Regions from separate parts of the Mus musculus genome. Here all the other regions are linked to region 3. Evidence: chromatin contacts called from public Hi-C, HiCAR-type, HiChIP or PLAC-seq and promoter capture Hi-C data. All regions are on one chromosome and are shown on one strand. The core of a region is the stretch at or near the end of the contact, and the rest is flanking DNA. Distances in the headings are between cores, read along the strand shown. Region 1 holds the start of Klhl18 (kelch-like 18). Region 2 holds the start of Atrip-trex1 (Atrip-Trex1 readthrough). Region 3 holds the start of Map4 (microtubule-associated protein 4). Region 4 holds the start of Shisa5 (shisa family member 5). Region 5 holds the start of Plxnb1 (plexin B1).

Evidence for each region. Promoter capture Hi-C pulls out the DNA fragments that hold promoters and counts their contacts. A called contact is a pair of places that touch in the nucleus more often than the background predicts. HiCAR-type assays count read pairs that join an accessible place to other places. HiChIP or PLAC-seq counts read pairs in DNA pulled down with a chosen protein or histone mark.
Region 1: a contact with region 3 is called in a promoter capture Hi-C map of erythroid cells, with 5 times the contacts expected there. The contact joins the promoter of Klhl18 here to the promoter of Map4 in region 3. A contact is called at or near these places in 1 of 39 promoter capture datasets (erythroid cells) and 1 of 115 datasets of contacts at active chromatin or transcription factors (memory CD8 T cells).
Region 2: a FOXA1 HiChIP or PLAC-seq map of pancreatic cancer cells shows a contact between it and region 3. The contact joins the promoter of Atrip-trex1 here to the promoter of Map4 in region 3. A contact is called at or near these places in 3 of 39 promoter capture datasets (the C10 cell line, cranial neural crest and liver), 2 of 484 Hi-C or Micro-C datasets (B cells and embryonic stem cells), 10 of 115 datasets of contacts at active chromatin or transcription factors (SST interneurons, T-cell acute lymphoblastic leukemia, cardiomyocytes and 6 more) and 1 of 9 other capture datasets (macrophages).
Region 4: a Hi-C map of B cells shows a contact between it and region 3, with 6 read pairs. The contact joins the promoter of Shisa5 here to the promoter of Map4 in region 3. A contact is called at or near these places in 1 of 484 Hi-C or Micro-C datasets (B cells) and 1 of 115 datasets of contacts at active chromatin or transcription factors (large pre-B cells).
Region 5: a HiCAR-type map of astrocytes shows a contact between it and region 3, with 5 times the contacts expected there. The contact joins the promoter of Plxnb1 here to the promoter of Map4 in region 3. A contact is called at or near these places in 1 of 39 promoter capture datasets (cranial neural crest), 2 of 484 Hi-C or Micro-C datasets (both in embryonic stem cells), 12 of 115 datasets of contacts at active chromatin or transcription factors (T-cell acute lymphoblastic leukemia, astrocytes, cardiomyocytes and 7 more) and 1 of 9 other capture datasets (macrophages).

The regions. Positions count from the first base shown.
Region 1 is chr9:110,475,420-110,478,119 of GRCm38.p6, reverse strand. It overlaps Klhl18 (kelch-like 18), which reads left to right and starts at 1,426. Exons shown (of 10, transcript NM_177771.5): 1 at 1,426-1,654. The coding sequence starts at 1,526. Kif9 (kinesin family member 9) reads right to left here and starts at 1,126. Exons shown (of 21, transcript NM_001163569.1): 1 at 1,006-1,126.
Region 2 is chr9:109,072,714-109,075,413 of GRCm38.p6, reverse strand. It overlaps Atrip-trex1 (Atrip-Trex1 readthrough), which reads left to right and starts at 1,317. Exons shown (of 14, transcript NR_153412.1): 1 at 1,317-1,755; 2 at 2,677-2,700. It overlaps Atrip (ATR interacting protein), which reads left to right and starts at 1,290. Exons shown (of 13, transcript NM_172774.3): 1 at 1,290-1,659; 2 at 2,677-2,700. The coding sequence starts at 1,410.
Region 3 is chr9:109,930,344-109,933,043 of GRCm38.p6, reverse strand. It overlaps Map4 (microtubule-associated protein 4), which reads right to left and starts at 1,270. Exons shown (of 19, transcript NM_001205330.1): 1 at 1,104-1,270.
Region 4 is chr9:109,037,295-109,040,044 of GRCm38.p6, reverse strand. Shisa5 (shisa family member 5) reads right to left here and starts at 1,478. Exons shown (of 6, transcript NM_025858.3): 1 at 1,281-1,478. The coding sequence starts at 1,350.
Region 5 is chr9:109,094,148-109,096,847 of GRCm38.p6, reverse strand. It overlaps Plxnb1 (plexin B1), which reads right to left and starts at 1,412. Exons shown (of 38, transcript NM_172775.2): 1 at 1,203-1,412. It overlaps Gm7628 (predicted gene 7628), which reads left to right. Exons shown (of 2, transcript NR_168955.1): 2 at 1,016-2,700.

The sequences.
Region 1 (2,700 bases), core at 177-2,676, 540 kb before region 3:
AGGTCCAGAACAGCGCCCAGCACACACCAGGTGCTCAAGAAATGGTAGTTGATGGTGATACTCATGGCTGGAAGTCAGAGGGTGACTGAATCTCCATAGGTGGGTCCACCATCTTCAGCCACTACTGAGAGAGTGCCAAGGTATGTGATATGTCACTCCCCTCCCACACTACTCTAATCCCTGAACTTGCAGCGTTCTGGGGAGGATACTTCATTTCCCAGTACAAGAAGCCATGCTCAGTCTCAAGATACCCTCCCATTAGGTAGTGTTTTTTCCCCCTCAGGATGGAATACTCCCAGAAATCTGAACACAGTCCTTACATACTTCACATAATAAAGTGACTCTGACGAGCCACCAGGAGACCTCTGTGCTGAGAGAGTCAGTGTTTCTCCATTTGTTTTGGGCTTGGGAATGAGCAGGATATACATTAACACCCACGAAGGCTTGACAAGAAGTCAATGGGATTACTCATAGGCACTAGGCGTTCATACCTACCATGCTCTTACCTCGATCAGGGATAAAGACTAAGAAACAAACACCCTTTAAACCCACAACACTGGGTCCTACTGCATCTCAGCATGAGATGAACCCAAAGTTTGCACCCAGGCAAAACTGGCCACTCTCCTATTTCTCACCCAGTGTGTGGAATGCTTTTCTAAAATGTGTGTGACAGATTGCCTTGGTCCCATTCCTGTGCCCCTCTAGAGGGTTTTCCTCTTCGGTAGTTAGAAGGCTCTAAGTGATGACACCGTGTCTTAATGATCTCTGACACTCAAACTCACGCCCTCTCCGTCTAAGGCAAGTCGTGGGACCTCAGTGGAGACTCGTGGGACTAAGGAACATCAGAAACTCCTAGCTCCCCTAAGCTGCGACCAGGTTGAAAGGAGCATCTCCAGGGGTGTCTCCGATTTTTTTTTTTTTTTCACAAATAAAAGAACCAAAGGAGTTAGGAACCCAGCCACTGACAGCAGCTGGGAGGATATCCCCACCAGGTTTCCCTTTTACCTAACGCCACCGGCTCGTGACCACTGCTCACCTCGCGGGGCAGTGGCGCTCGGGTAGAGCGACCGCTAGAACTGCAGCAACTTGAGGGAGCTCTGTTCGCAACCAGGACAGCTAGCCGACTGGCTGTGTACACAGTCGCCATGGCAACAGGAAGCCTGCAGGGATTACGGAAGTAGTGTAGGGTGGTGGCGGAATTTAAGCCCACATTTCTCCGTTAAAGATACAGGGAAAGTCAGAGCTGAACAAAGAAGACAGAGATGGAGTCAATTAACCTGGAAGGCTTAGAGTAGCTGTATATGCGAAGCCTGAGTTTGAGTTACGGGGGGAAAAAGGCTATGTATAAACCAGGAAGCGGGGCAGCGAGACTTCCGGTGTCGAGGACTTTGTGGGTACGGTGGCCGCGCAGGCCAGTGAGATTCCGGCTTCGCGTTCTGGGCAGCCTTCAGCGTGAGCCCTTGCCCCGCCCTGGTTAGTGTGAAGCCTGCTGGCCAGGCCTGCGCAGTTGCGGCGGCCGGGGAAGATGGTGGAGGACGGCGCGGAGGAGCTGGAGGACTTGGTGCATTTCTCCGTGTCGGAGTTGCCTAGTCGCGGCTACGGCGTCATGGAGGAGATCCGGCGGCAGGGCAAGCTATGCGACGTGACGCTAAAGGTACCATGGTCTGGGCGGTGGCTGGCTGAGGGGAAAGGGACTGAGCGGGAAGAAAAGGGTGGTGGACAGGGGAAGAGTGGTCCAGCCGACTGTGGGTGGAGAAAGGTTAGAGGGGAACAGAGTAGTAGAGAGCGGTGCCAAGCGCAGAGGGGGAAATGAGGCCAAGTTGGGAGAGTAAAGGGGACAGCCGTTCAGCCATTGGAAGGAAAGATTGAGAGGTGTGCCTCTGACGCCCTAAGAGCAGGAGACATTGGGGTATCCGCCTCCTTTTCTGTCATACAGAAAAGAGAAAATGTTCTTACAGGCAGACCATGGAGGAAGGGGCGGTGGCTGACTCCACATTCCGATGGGTACCACTAAGACATCCTATCTTGTCCTAAAGTCATTTCTTTGGGCTCCTTGAAGTTGGCTGTGCTGTTGTAAATGCTAAGCCTTCTCTTCAGGAGTCATTGCTTGCCCTTGGCGCTTTTAGAATCGGATCTGGAAATCTTTTGATGTGGGCTACTCTCTTCCATGCTGGAAAACAATCTACTGTCACCACCTTAAAAGGTCCTGGAGGCCAGGCTAAAGGACTGTTTGGGGAGAGGGATATTTTTGCCACCTGTTCCCATCCAGCATTCTGGTCTGGTGTCAAGGGCCAGTGCCCCCTGTGCTTTGAGTCGTGCAGGGCTGCACCTTGGTGCCCTGCTGAGCCAGGTAGATCCCTCCAGGTGGGGATACTGCCTGCCTGTGGTTTTTCCTGTTGGACCTTGCCTGGAAGGCTCTTACTGTCTCGGTGTGACACTCCCTCTTCCTGTTTCAAAACAACAGAAAGACACAGACACCTCTTAGACTTTATCTTCTACTGAGTTAAGGAAGCATTGCTTCTCCATGTATTCGAGTCAGACTGGTAGGAATGAATAGGGTGGCTCCTGGGCAGTGGTGGAGCACTCTTTTAATCCCAGCACTTGGGAGGCAGAGGCAAGCAGACCTCATGACCAGCCTGGTCTACAGAGTGAGTTCTAGGACAGCCAGGTCTATGAGAAACCCTGTCTCAAAAAAAAAAA
Region 2 (2,700 bases), core at 68-2,567, 860 kb after region 3:
CAAAAACAAAACAAACAAACAAAAACTCATGTCTATAATCCCAGCACTCAGCGGGAGGAAGGACATTCTGGAGTTCTGGGCCAGCTTTGGTTATATGTCTTGACATATAACCAAAGGGGGTGGGGGGCTGCTGGGAGACTTGAACATTCAACATTATGTTGGGCAGCTATGGGAAAACTACCAGCAGCTGAATCAAGAAACTAAGGCAGTTCTAAGTGATGCAATGCCTTCTGACCACTGTAGGCACCAGGCATACATGCATGTGATGCACATACATACATGAAGGTAAAACACACATAAAAAATAATGAGGCAGGGGTGGGGTGGGGGTGGGTTGGCAGGCCTAAGGCATTCTAAGCCTGAGCGCTCTCCTTTCCGCCCAACGCCTCAGCAAACATTGGTAGGTTCACAAACTAAGTCTGGCATTGAGCAAACGGAGTAGAAAAGTCTTGATCTTGTTGCCTTCCAATGCTAATCCGCCATTTCTGGTATCTGTTCTGCCCACCACTTCAGCTCATAAAAGCCAGTCATACACCCAAGCCCAACTCAAATCATTGCTCCTCCATGAAGTCTGTCGCAAAGAGGAGGCATCCACCTGGCATCCTTGTCGAAGATGAATTTTTCTCAGAAACATCATGCGTCTGCCTCCTAACCCATTTTTCTTGCTATTTCCCCCTCAATCTGTTGGGTAATTCAAGGACCACTCCCAGCGAGCCTTCCTTGACCTCTTGAGCTTCATTGTCTCTACGCAACCAGCGCTCAGGACATAAAGACTCTCCAAGAAATAAATGGAAGTTAACAGTTGGAGCAGTTCCGAATAGGCACGCCGTTCTCGAGACCATCCTTCCCAGCCTTTTTTTTTTTTTTTTTTTCTCAAATATACATACTTGAAACATTTGTTATCCTGGAAGATCTCTGCTTCCAGGAAGAAAAGCATTCCTTCTCCTCCCCAAGTCTGCTCTTCCCAGCCTCCTCCCTAAAAGAGTCTCTGGACATGAGAGAGGTGGGTCAGCCGCGAGGAGTGAGGTCAGGGAGAGCTGACCCCTGAACGCTGCCTGCTTCTCTAGGGCTCTGTATTCTACACAGTGCCACGGGGAACCGCCTCAGGTGTGGTCGGGCAGACGCTCCTCGATCTCGCAACCGGGATAATCCTGACAGCACTGTAGTACCCTGGCATCACCGGGGACCCCTTCGTACTGAGCCCAGACACGCAGGAGCCTGTCCCGGGTAACGGCGCGCTCTGTACACGTCACCCATCTGTGCCCGGTAGCTGGCAGCTGATTGGCCCGCAGGCTGGGGAGACGCTGGAAGGCGAGGGGAACGGCGGCGCGCGGGCGGTTGGGCCAGCTCAGGCTTTCTGTGGACAAGGCTGTGCTTGGCGTCTTCGGATGCTGCGGGTTGAAGGTAGTCATGGCCGGGACCCCCGCACCGAACAGCCACAGGAAACAGAGTGGCGGCCTGGAGCCTTTCCCCGGTCTGTCTCGATCCATTGAGAACCCTCCGAGCAAGCGGGCCCGGAGCTTCTCTGAGACCACAGTCCCGGACCCCGAAGACCCATTCGGTGAGCACGCGGAATTTACTGCGGACGACCTAGAGGAACTCGACATCCTCGCGTCACAGGCCCTGAGCCAGTGTCCCGTCGCGCCTCGGAACCTGTCCAGTGAGTGCCTGAGGGGCCTTTTCCCCCGGCGGGTGGTGCAGACCTCTGATTTGGCGGTGAGACATCCAGAATGTTAAATGGCCTCCCATTTAGATGGTATGCACCCCATTGTAACCCTTGGGCAGAAGAGCATTAGAAGGCGTCTGACAGAGGCAAGAGATGAAAGAGAGTCTTACACAAAAATGCCAGTTGCCCAAAGGTTAGGCATGGCAAACAGGCAATGGGCAAGAAATGCCAAAGCTGCTTTTCTTCTTAGAGCTTACACTCTTGGGGAATAAGTTAAGTGTCAGGAGGGTTTGATGGGCACCTTGCGAATGTACTTAGCACTTACAGCATCTGAAAAATAGGATTATCCCTGGAAATGTGGCTGGCCCTCCATCTCTCCAGCAATATTGCATGGAAAACCAGGCATTGGAAAACACTCATTGCTGACCAGCTGTCATATGCGGCAGTGGTTAGACGCAACTTTCCACGAAATGGCACAAAGCAATGCTGCCTCCCCCTTCCTTGGCCCTACATCACCCGGTACTCTACCTTACTCCATCCCTGGAGCCCCACCTCCCCCTGGAATGTATCCATTTGGTTCACCATCAGTCTTTAAAACCAGCAGATCCTATGCCTAACATGTTGTAGTAAATAGTAGTTATGGTAGAGTCACAGCCAGTGCAATCTCTGTTCAGCTATGAGCTGAGAGTCTAGAAAGTGGGTGAGGTATAAAGCGAGAGAATTCAGATATGCTATGCCATAAGGATTCTTTATGTGTTTATACCATGCTCGGAGCTGTTACCTGGGTCTTTCTCAACTTGGCTTTCAAGAGTGACTCCTTCTGCATTTTATGACAAAGGTGGATACATACTGAGCCCCGCAGTATACATGGGATTATTTTTTCCAGACAGGTTCTCGATCTCTAGCAAGGCTAGCCTTGAATTTGAGATCCCCATAGCTCTACTTCACAAGTGTTGGGATTGCAGTTCTGTGCCACCATGCTCAACCTAAGGGCAACTACTTTTTATACAGGTGCTCATAAGGTCCGCCGATTAG
Region 3 (2,700 bases), core at 21-2,520:
ACAAGCACAAATATCCCCTGATGCAATGCCACAACCATCCCTGGGAAAGAGCAGAGGCAGTTGCCAAAAGCGCAGCAGTAGGAAAACGGGCGGGAGACACTCGCAGGGAGCAAGAAACACTGCAGAGGCCCTGGGGAGAAATTCTGTAACTGGACCAGCGGAGGGCAAGGAGAAAGGGGGATTCCAGCAAAAGGCTGGGTAACACTAATCTTGCCTGAGAAGTACAGGCTACAACTCCGCTCCAGGAGGGGGCGAGTTCTGGATTCCTAAAACACAAACCTGTGGGGAAATCAGCCTCTTCCCCTAAAGACCAAATGCATTTAATCTACACAATCCAAGAGATAAGCAAACCCTCCCCAAAACGCCCAGGAGGCAATCTCAAGTAAAGTTGAGTTCCGACAGTAACAGTCCAAAAGAGCTCGTCCCGGGTGCTAAAATAAACCACAATCTCTGCTCCGAGTAACGTTTCCGACAGCCGCTGCTAGCCCTGGTCCCTGTTTCCGGACTCCGCACCCTTAACGTGACCCCTTTTGCATTCCCGAAGCCAGACACTAGATGCGCGTCAGTCCCCAAAGTGTGCGGGACCCACGCACACAAGGGCTCGAGTTGGATTCTCCAGACCACCCCTCGGCCCCACCCATAACCCCCAGAAGGGACACGCAGAGCTCGCCTCAGTCCCCACATACACGGACGCCCCTCCTGAAGCCTGGAGAAACGACCCCGGCGTCCTTCTGCATCCCGAACCCCACCCAAGGGCCCAGGCTGCAGTCGACCCTCAGTGTCCCGGCTCAGCACATGCCCAGCCTGAGGCAAGCCCCTCGGCTCCACAACCTCCGAAGCCCTGATACAAAATCTCTCCGCCCGCCTCGCCCCCTACGGTCCCCTCAGAAGGCGTCTCAGAAACTCCGAAGGTCACGCCCGCAGGCCCCCCACCAGGCCCCCTCTCTCAACCACCCCGGCGTCCCGTAGGCGGACAGCCACCGCCCTTCCCCGCCTCGGGAGGGACCTGCGGGGTCCCCGGCGGCCACCGCGAGAACCTGGGCGGGAGTCGTGGAGGTTAGTGAGGAGGCCGACCCTCCGATCTCAATCACAGCCGCACCTACCCGCCGCCGCCGCCGAGCCCAAGCCGGAGCCGCAGGAAGCCGGGAGAGGGCAGAGAGGAGCCGGGAGCAGCCGGGAGGAGCCGCAGAAGCCACAGACCTAGCCGGAGGGGCGGGGCACAGGGAGGTGGCCGCTTCCTCGTCGCCCTCTTGAAGGCCGGCACGAAGGCGGAGCGTGCTCGCCGTCAGCGGGTGCCGCCCCAGCCAATGGGCGCCACCGAAGGGCGGGCCGAGGCGCCGCGAACCAATCCACGCCGGCCCCTACTCCTCGCCCTCTCCGTGGAAGCAGCACGAGTGGCGGACCGTTGGCGCGGCGCGCGTCGGGGGTCTAGACTGCGGCCTCCCGCCCGCGGATGCCTCAGCGAATGGCGAGGCTCAGGCCGCCTCCGCCGTTCTGAGAGGGCCGCCGCTTCCTTTTCCAGCAGAAAGGATGCTAGTGTCAGGCGCACGCGCCTGCGTACGGGTGGGCCTGAGTGGGCCCCGCCGGCCCTGACTGGTGGGCTCTATGATGTAATCTGGGAGGGGCGGGGGCGGGGCCTTGGGTTCACTGCTAACCGCGAGGAACTGACTGGGAGCTGAGGGCGCAGCTCATAGTAGCTGCCTGAAACGTGGCTGGACCAAGTTGAGAAGGAACATTGTTGAATGCAAAACTGATTATATGGGGCCGGGCGTGGTGGCGCACGCCTTTAATCCCAGCACTCGGGAGGCAGAGGCAGGCGGATTTCTGAGTTCGAGGCCAGCCTGGTCTACAAAGTAAGGTCCAGGACAGCCAGGGCTCTACAGAGAAACCCTGTCTCGAAAAACAAACAAACAAACAAGAAAAAACTGATTATATAATTGGGAGTGTATTTAGTAACTTAAATAATTTCATGTTTCTTTTAGTTTTTTTCTTTTTTCAACGTAGTTACTTGAAAACTTAAAGATCACCTTTGTTCTGTTTTGGGTTTTTTGCACAGTGCCTCCCACCATAGCGCAGGCTGGCCTGAAATTCACTTTGCATCACCCACCTCCCTCAGAGTGATGGCAATCCCTCAGCCTCAGCCTCCTGAGTGTTGAGATTACAAATTTGAGCCGCCATACACAGCTAAAATTACCTCCTCCTACTCTCCTCTCCCCGCCCCCCTCCTCTAGAGTGTCACTACGGTCACATTATATTGCCTGTGCATAGTACTGGTCCAGAAGAAATAGTGATACCCAACTCCTTTATGCTTATTCCATGATCCACATATCTTAATCATCACAAGAGCCCTACATGGTTAATATATCCTCAGTGCCCTTTGTAGTTTTAGTTATGAGCCTTATCTTTAATAGTTTAATTTTCTCTCCAGCACTCCTCATTCTCATTATGTTAACAGGCAAGTTTAGTAACACCACAGTGTCAACAAGACAATGTTTGGCTAGTGGGGCTTTAACTTCAGTAGCCAGGTGCTAGGATTGTAAACTCAGGCATATAGGGGTTACCAGGAGAACTTGGTTAGGAAGTACAGCTGTGCTTTTGTAGCCTTAGGAAAGGTAAGCCTCAGTTTCCTCGTTTATGAAAATTAGATAATAGTCACTCTCAATAAAGTTACTAATAGGATGCCAAAGGTAAAATACCATA
Region 4 (2,750 bases), core at 229-2,728, 890 kb after region 3:
TGCCACACACCATGTCCGTGTCCTTAGGCTACACTAGCAAACCTGAAACCCAAACACAGGAGAACCCCACGTGAAAGACCCTCATCAAGGCTCACATGGGACAGTCCCTTAAGTATCCGTCTGGAAGCAGTCCTGAGCCAGCACATGAACCCTGGTCAGAGAGCCCAGCCAGATCAGGCAGGAGATAGAGCATGTGCCTTGGGGCTACTAGAATGAGGCCCAGGGGAAGAGGTGCTATGACAGGCTGTGAAAAGTTAACTTGGAGGTAAAGAGGGCTACAGTTTTGTTGTTTTGGGCCAAACCTTGCTATGAAATGGGTCTATCTGACCACTGCAGGCTTAGCCAACTCACCACATGAAAGTGAGCCAGGCTGCGATTCGGAGGCTGAACAGCCCACACCAGTGAGACTTCTTGCTTTCTTTTTAGGGTAGGGTCTCACTATATAGCCCTAGTTCACCTGGAAACTCACAGCCTAGACCAGACTGGCCTCAAATTCACAGAGATCCTCCTGCCTCTGCCTTTGGAGTGTTGAGATTAAAGACAGGTGGCATCTACTGATGTCCACACCAGTGGGTCTTCAAGGCTGAGACCCTCCAGACACAGAACGAAACTCTCTATAGTCTGAGTTGTCCCGCTCTCCCAGAGCCTCACTCGGGGGATGGGCTGACTCTGTTCTCATTTCCAAATTCATGTCAGCCCTCAGGAAACAGCCCTTTTCCTCCAGGAAGCCACCCATCACAACAGAATCAGTTTCCCATGACCGGCAGGGGACTGTTCCAATACACACCCGAATAGGCCCCCAGCCTGCCCTCCCAAGCCCAAGTGAGTCATCCCTCTAATGATGAAAAGGGAAAGAGGTGTCTCCTCCCCAAGCCAGCCTTAGGGCCCAGCTTCTCCTGGAACACAGGGCTGTAGAGGCAACAGGCGGCGGGGCTCCCAGCCAGGAAACAAGCTGAGAGGGAAAGTCTTTGCTGGAAGGGCCAGGCTGTCTTTGAGCCTGAAGCTAACCCCAGGCGGGAGTCTTGCTCCAGCCCCTGGAACAGGTAGGGCCTTCACACCGTGAAGGACACAACAAAGGTAGTCAGTATCAGCTCAGGAGGGAAGAGGTGACAAGATGAAGTCAGTGGTGGGGTTCGCAGACGCCCCCCTGGTTTTCAGGGAGTCAAGTCGAAGCACTCCAAGGCTGGTCCTGTCTGGCTCATTCCAGAGACAGCTAGGGGAAGTGTCTGACCCGACCCGGTCCCTAGGGAGCACACACCGCCCCCTCCTCCCAGGCTCACCACCCGGAGGCGGCGGCAGCAGCAACAGCAGCAGCAATAGGGTCCACAGAGAGGGCGCCGGCGCAGCCATGGCGGGACAGACCAACGGACGGACGAACAGACGGACCAAGCCCAAGACCACGGTGCCGCCGCAACCTCCGCGACCAGCGCGGCCCTAGCCTCCTTGCCCCGCCCCGGCCGGTTTCCGGAACCCCCGCCCGAGAGGGGAGGAGGTGGGAGGGAGGGGGAAGAAGTGGGAGGGAAGAGAAGGGAAGCGGCCGCCCCTCCCAGCCTGGCCATGGGAGTCCCTCCAGCACCGGTCCACGAAAATTTGAGACAGGTTTCCCAGATGCAGGAGGAAGGGGCTGGTGCATCCAAGTTGCCCTCTGCTCACTGCATACTTTTGCGGAAAGACCCCCCCCCCTTGCAGCTGACTTAGGTGCTAGAAAAGGATCTCTGTGGCAACGTTATCCTAACACTTGAGCGCCAGCAGTGTACAGCTGGTGCGCGCCTCCAATTTGCCCTCAGGGAAGCTGCGATTTTCTTGCTGGCTCCTTGGAGCCTCACACAGATTCACCGGAGGAGGATCCCGCTGCTTGAAGCAGGGAATGGTGCTCAACAAAGTCAAGTCCCTTTTAGCAGATTTCCAGGACCTCAGTCTGAGGAATGTCACTCCCCAGTGACCAAGACCACCTCCAGGTAACTGCTCACCCTGGCTCAGGGATCCAATCCTGAGTTAAGAACTAACAGCTCCTAGGGTACACACAGGCTGCCCCTTCCCCTCAATGTGGGACAAAGTTCCTAACAAGGCCAGGGAACGGAGGAATGTGAACTTGCACTGCCCAGGAGTACTGGTTAGTTTATATTGTTCCTCCTATAGGGTTGCAGACCCCTTTAGCTCCTTTGGGTACTTTCTCTAGCTCCTTTATTGGGGGTCCTGTGTTCTATCCAATAGACTGTGAGCATCCACTTCTGTATTGGCCAGGCACTGGCATAGCCTCACAAGAGACAGCTATATCAGGGTCATATCAGCAAAATCTTTTTTTTTAATTTTTTATTAGATATTTTCTTTATATGCATTTCAAATGCTATCCCAAAAGTTCCCTATACCCTCCCCCCGCCCTGCTCCCCTACCCACCAACTCCTGCTTCTTGGCCCTGGCATTCCCCTATACTGGGGTATATAAAGTTTGCAATACCAAGGGGACTCTCTTCCCAGTGATGGCCGACTAGGCCATCTTCTGCTACATATGCAGCTAAAGATACGAGCTCTGGGGGTACTGGTTAGTTCATATTGTTGTTCCACCTATAGGGTTGCAGACCCCTTCAGCTCCTTGGGTGTTTTCTCTAGCTTCTCCATTGGGGGCCCTGTGTTCCATCTTATAGATGACTGTGAGCATCCACTTCTGTATTTGCCAGGCACTGGCATAGCCTCATACGAGACAGCTATAACAGGGTCCCTTCAGCAAAATCTTTCTGGCATATGCAATAG
Region 5 (2,700 bases), core at 163-2,662, 840 kb after region 3:
CCTAGACAAGAGCTCTTTAAAGGCAGAGAGTACCTGCTTTTTATAAGAAGGCTCCAGTAACCAGCAGACCCAACGCAGAGCAGGTGTTCCCTACATGGTGACAGAGCCCCCATTTCACTGCCAAGGAGATCCAGACTAGAGGGGTAATATGGAGCTCACACTCCGCTTTCAAGCCTCTTAGCATCTCAAAAGCCGAGGAATCGGCCCAGTTTTATTAATGATCGGACTAGGGCTTATTTGGAGCCAAGCCTCACGTCCCTAACTTGCACTGCCAGTATCTCCTCCCTAACTCCCCACATCTCAGGCTGTCCAGGCTCATCGCCAAAGTCTAACTAACTCTGCCTGTGCCCAGGCCTGCCCCATAGGCCTCTTTAGAACCCACACTCCCCGAAACCCTACGGCAGGGCCCAAGACTGGTTGCCTGACTTCTGCAAAGGACAAGCAACACCTAACCCTCTCCTGCAGCTGCTCTCACAACCAAGAAGACTCACAAATTCAGCCCCTTCCACATCTGCACTTGTCTGGGAGTTGGGGGAAACTGGCCTTCCCTTTCTGAGCTCGGCCACCCACACTCCCGCCCCTATCCCAGTATCCACTTAAAAGGGAGAGTTACTTTTTGACAGTGAAGTGGTGTGCACTACACACCTGCCGTCTGGATGTTGAGTAGGGTGGAAGGGAGCCATCATTTACCAGACACCCGCCATAAATTAAGGCGCTCGTCAAGCACCGGCTGGGTGTGTGGGTACCGAGACAGAGTCCAAGTGTTAAAAGGCTCGTGGTCCTCCTTTGTCAGTCTCTGCCTGAAAGATCTGTTATCCTATGGGGAAGCCTCCACTTCCTTGCTTCGACTCATCCTCAACCCTCCTCCCTCCGCCGCTCCACGGGACAAAGACCCCACCAGTGGCCCAGGGAGGGCGGGGAAGGGGCCGGCCGGTCCCGAAAGCGGCGGTGGCGGCAGCGAGGAGGGGGCGCGGAGGAGCAGCTCCACCTCCTCTGTCTCCCAATCGCGTTACAGGCGGTGCCGCCAGAGTTTGCCTTCGCGCGCGCGAGTGTGGTCCCAACTCTGAGGACCGAAGCCACCCACCGGAGACACCACTCCGGCTGCCTGTGCCCAGCGGGATCGAGGCCTCGGGCCGTTCCACCTGGGTGCGCGCGGCTCTCGCCTGCAACCCCGCCTTCCCTGCCCAAGTCTCGCAACTCACCGCCCGACCCTCCTGCGGGATGCGCGCGGCGAGGCGTCCGCCCGCAGCTCCGGGCTAGCTCAGATCTGCGCGCGGCGGCCTTCCCTCCCCTCGGAGGTGGGTCTGGCGGAGCCGCAGCTGTTACCCGGAGACCGAGGGGCGGAAAAAACTGCGCCCGCCGCCCGCCCCTCCCGCCGCGGCGCTGCCTCCGCTGGGAACAAAGGAGACAAAGCCGCGTCGGCCGGCCCGGGCTCCGCTCCTTCCACCCCCCCACCCCCCGCCCGTCGGGCCGCCCTCCCCCCGCGCGCCGCCCGGACCAGGCCGGAAGCTGCCGGGAGAACGGGGTACGCGGCCCCAGCCATCCGGGACCCCGCATTCCGGTCCCGCGGGATCCGAGTTTGTGAAGGGCCTGGGGGGGTGATCAACCCCTCTCATTAAATGGGGGCTGCAGCGCCCGGGCGGTAGTCATGGCAACGCAGACGTGTAGGGTGAGGAGCGGAGCCGGGAGCGTGGGCGGTCCGCCCCGCCCAGCCGGGCCTCACCTGCGCGCCGCTTAGGACCAAGAGGCTACGGCCATGGTTGCGAGCCTTATTACCTGGGCGTTGAGATACAGCACTGGAGCCTTTCCCCGTCCTGCCAGAGTTCGAGGGACTTGTGCCCCACACCTGCTCTGCCTGTTCCATAACCACCATCTTGACTATCCCCAACGCACCTCGCCCAGCGCCCGGAGCGCCCTCATTCCCTTCTAGATCCCGGCCCTTGGAGCCATCCTCTCCCCCCAACTTTCTTCACCTGGTCTCCTAGACGCCAGCTTCTCCTCTTCTCACCTGGCCCTGCCCACCTTTCCTTCTTTCAATACTCCACAACACCCAACCTCTCCTTCCGGCCCCCACCCCTGGCTGTTTGAAGAGAGCCCGGGCTTTGGACCTGAGTTTGCGCCATCACTAAGCCATGTAACCTGACACCCCTTCCCCCCCCACACACACACACCCCGACCTTTTTGCTCCCTGACTAATAGGGGGTAATACCACCAAAGCTGAACTGTGTAAGCAGGGCATACTGGCTGTGAGGTGCAGAAGTAGGGTCTTATTTCCTTCCCTCCTCCACGGCCTGTACCTGGAGCCATGCAGAACTCAGAAGCCTTGAGCAAGTCTGGACTCCCTCCTTGGAAAACACCTGGGTCTTTCTGGGAAGGAAACCCTGGGCAGAGGTTCTCTCCTGAGGGCTTTATGCAGGGCGGTTCACACCCGGGCTTGCCAATGGCAATCTGTGGAGCCAGGACCTGACCCATCCTGAGGGCTTTTGAAGGACTTTGGCTCAAGGCCATTGGCATAGTGTCCAGAAAGGGAAAAACTGCATATACGTCACCTGGAAGCCTCTAAGGTTAGAGGGCTCTAAATCGGGGGAAGCCGTCTTCCGTATCTGCCACTTCACTAAGGGCTGATGCCAGGCTGCTCTACCATCACACCCTCAGACTCCCGTGGGGTGGGGTGGGGGTGGGGTGCTGGCTTGATTTATG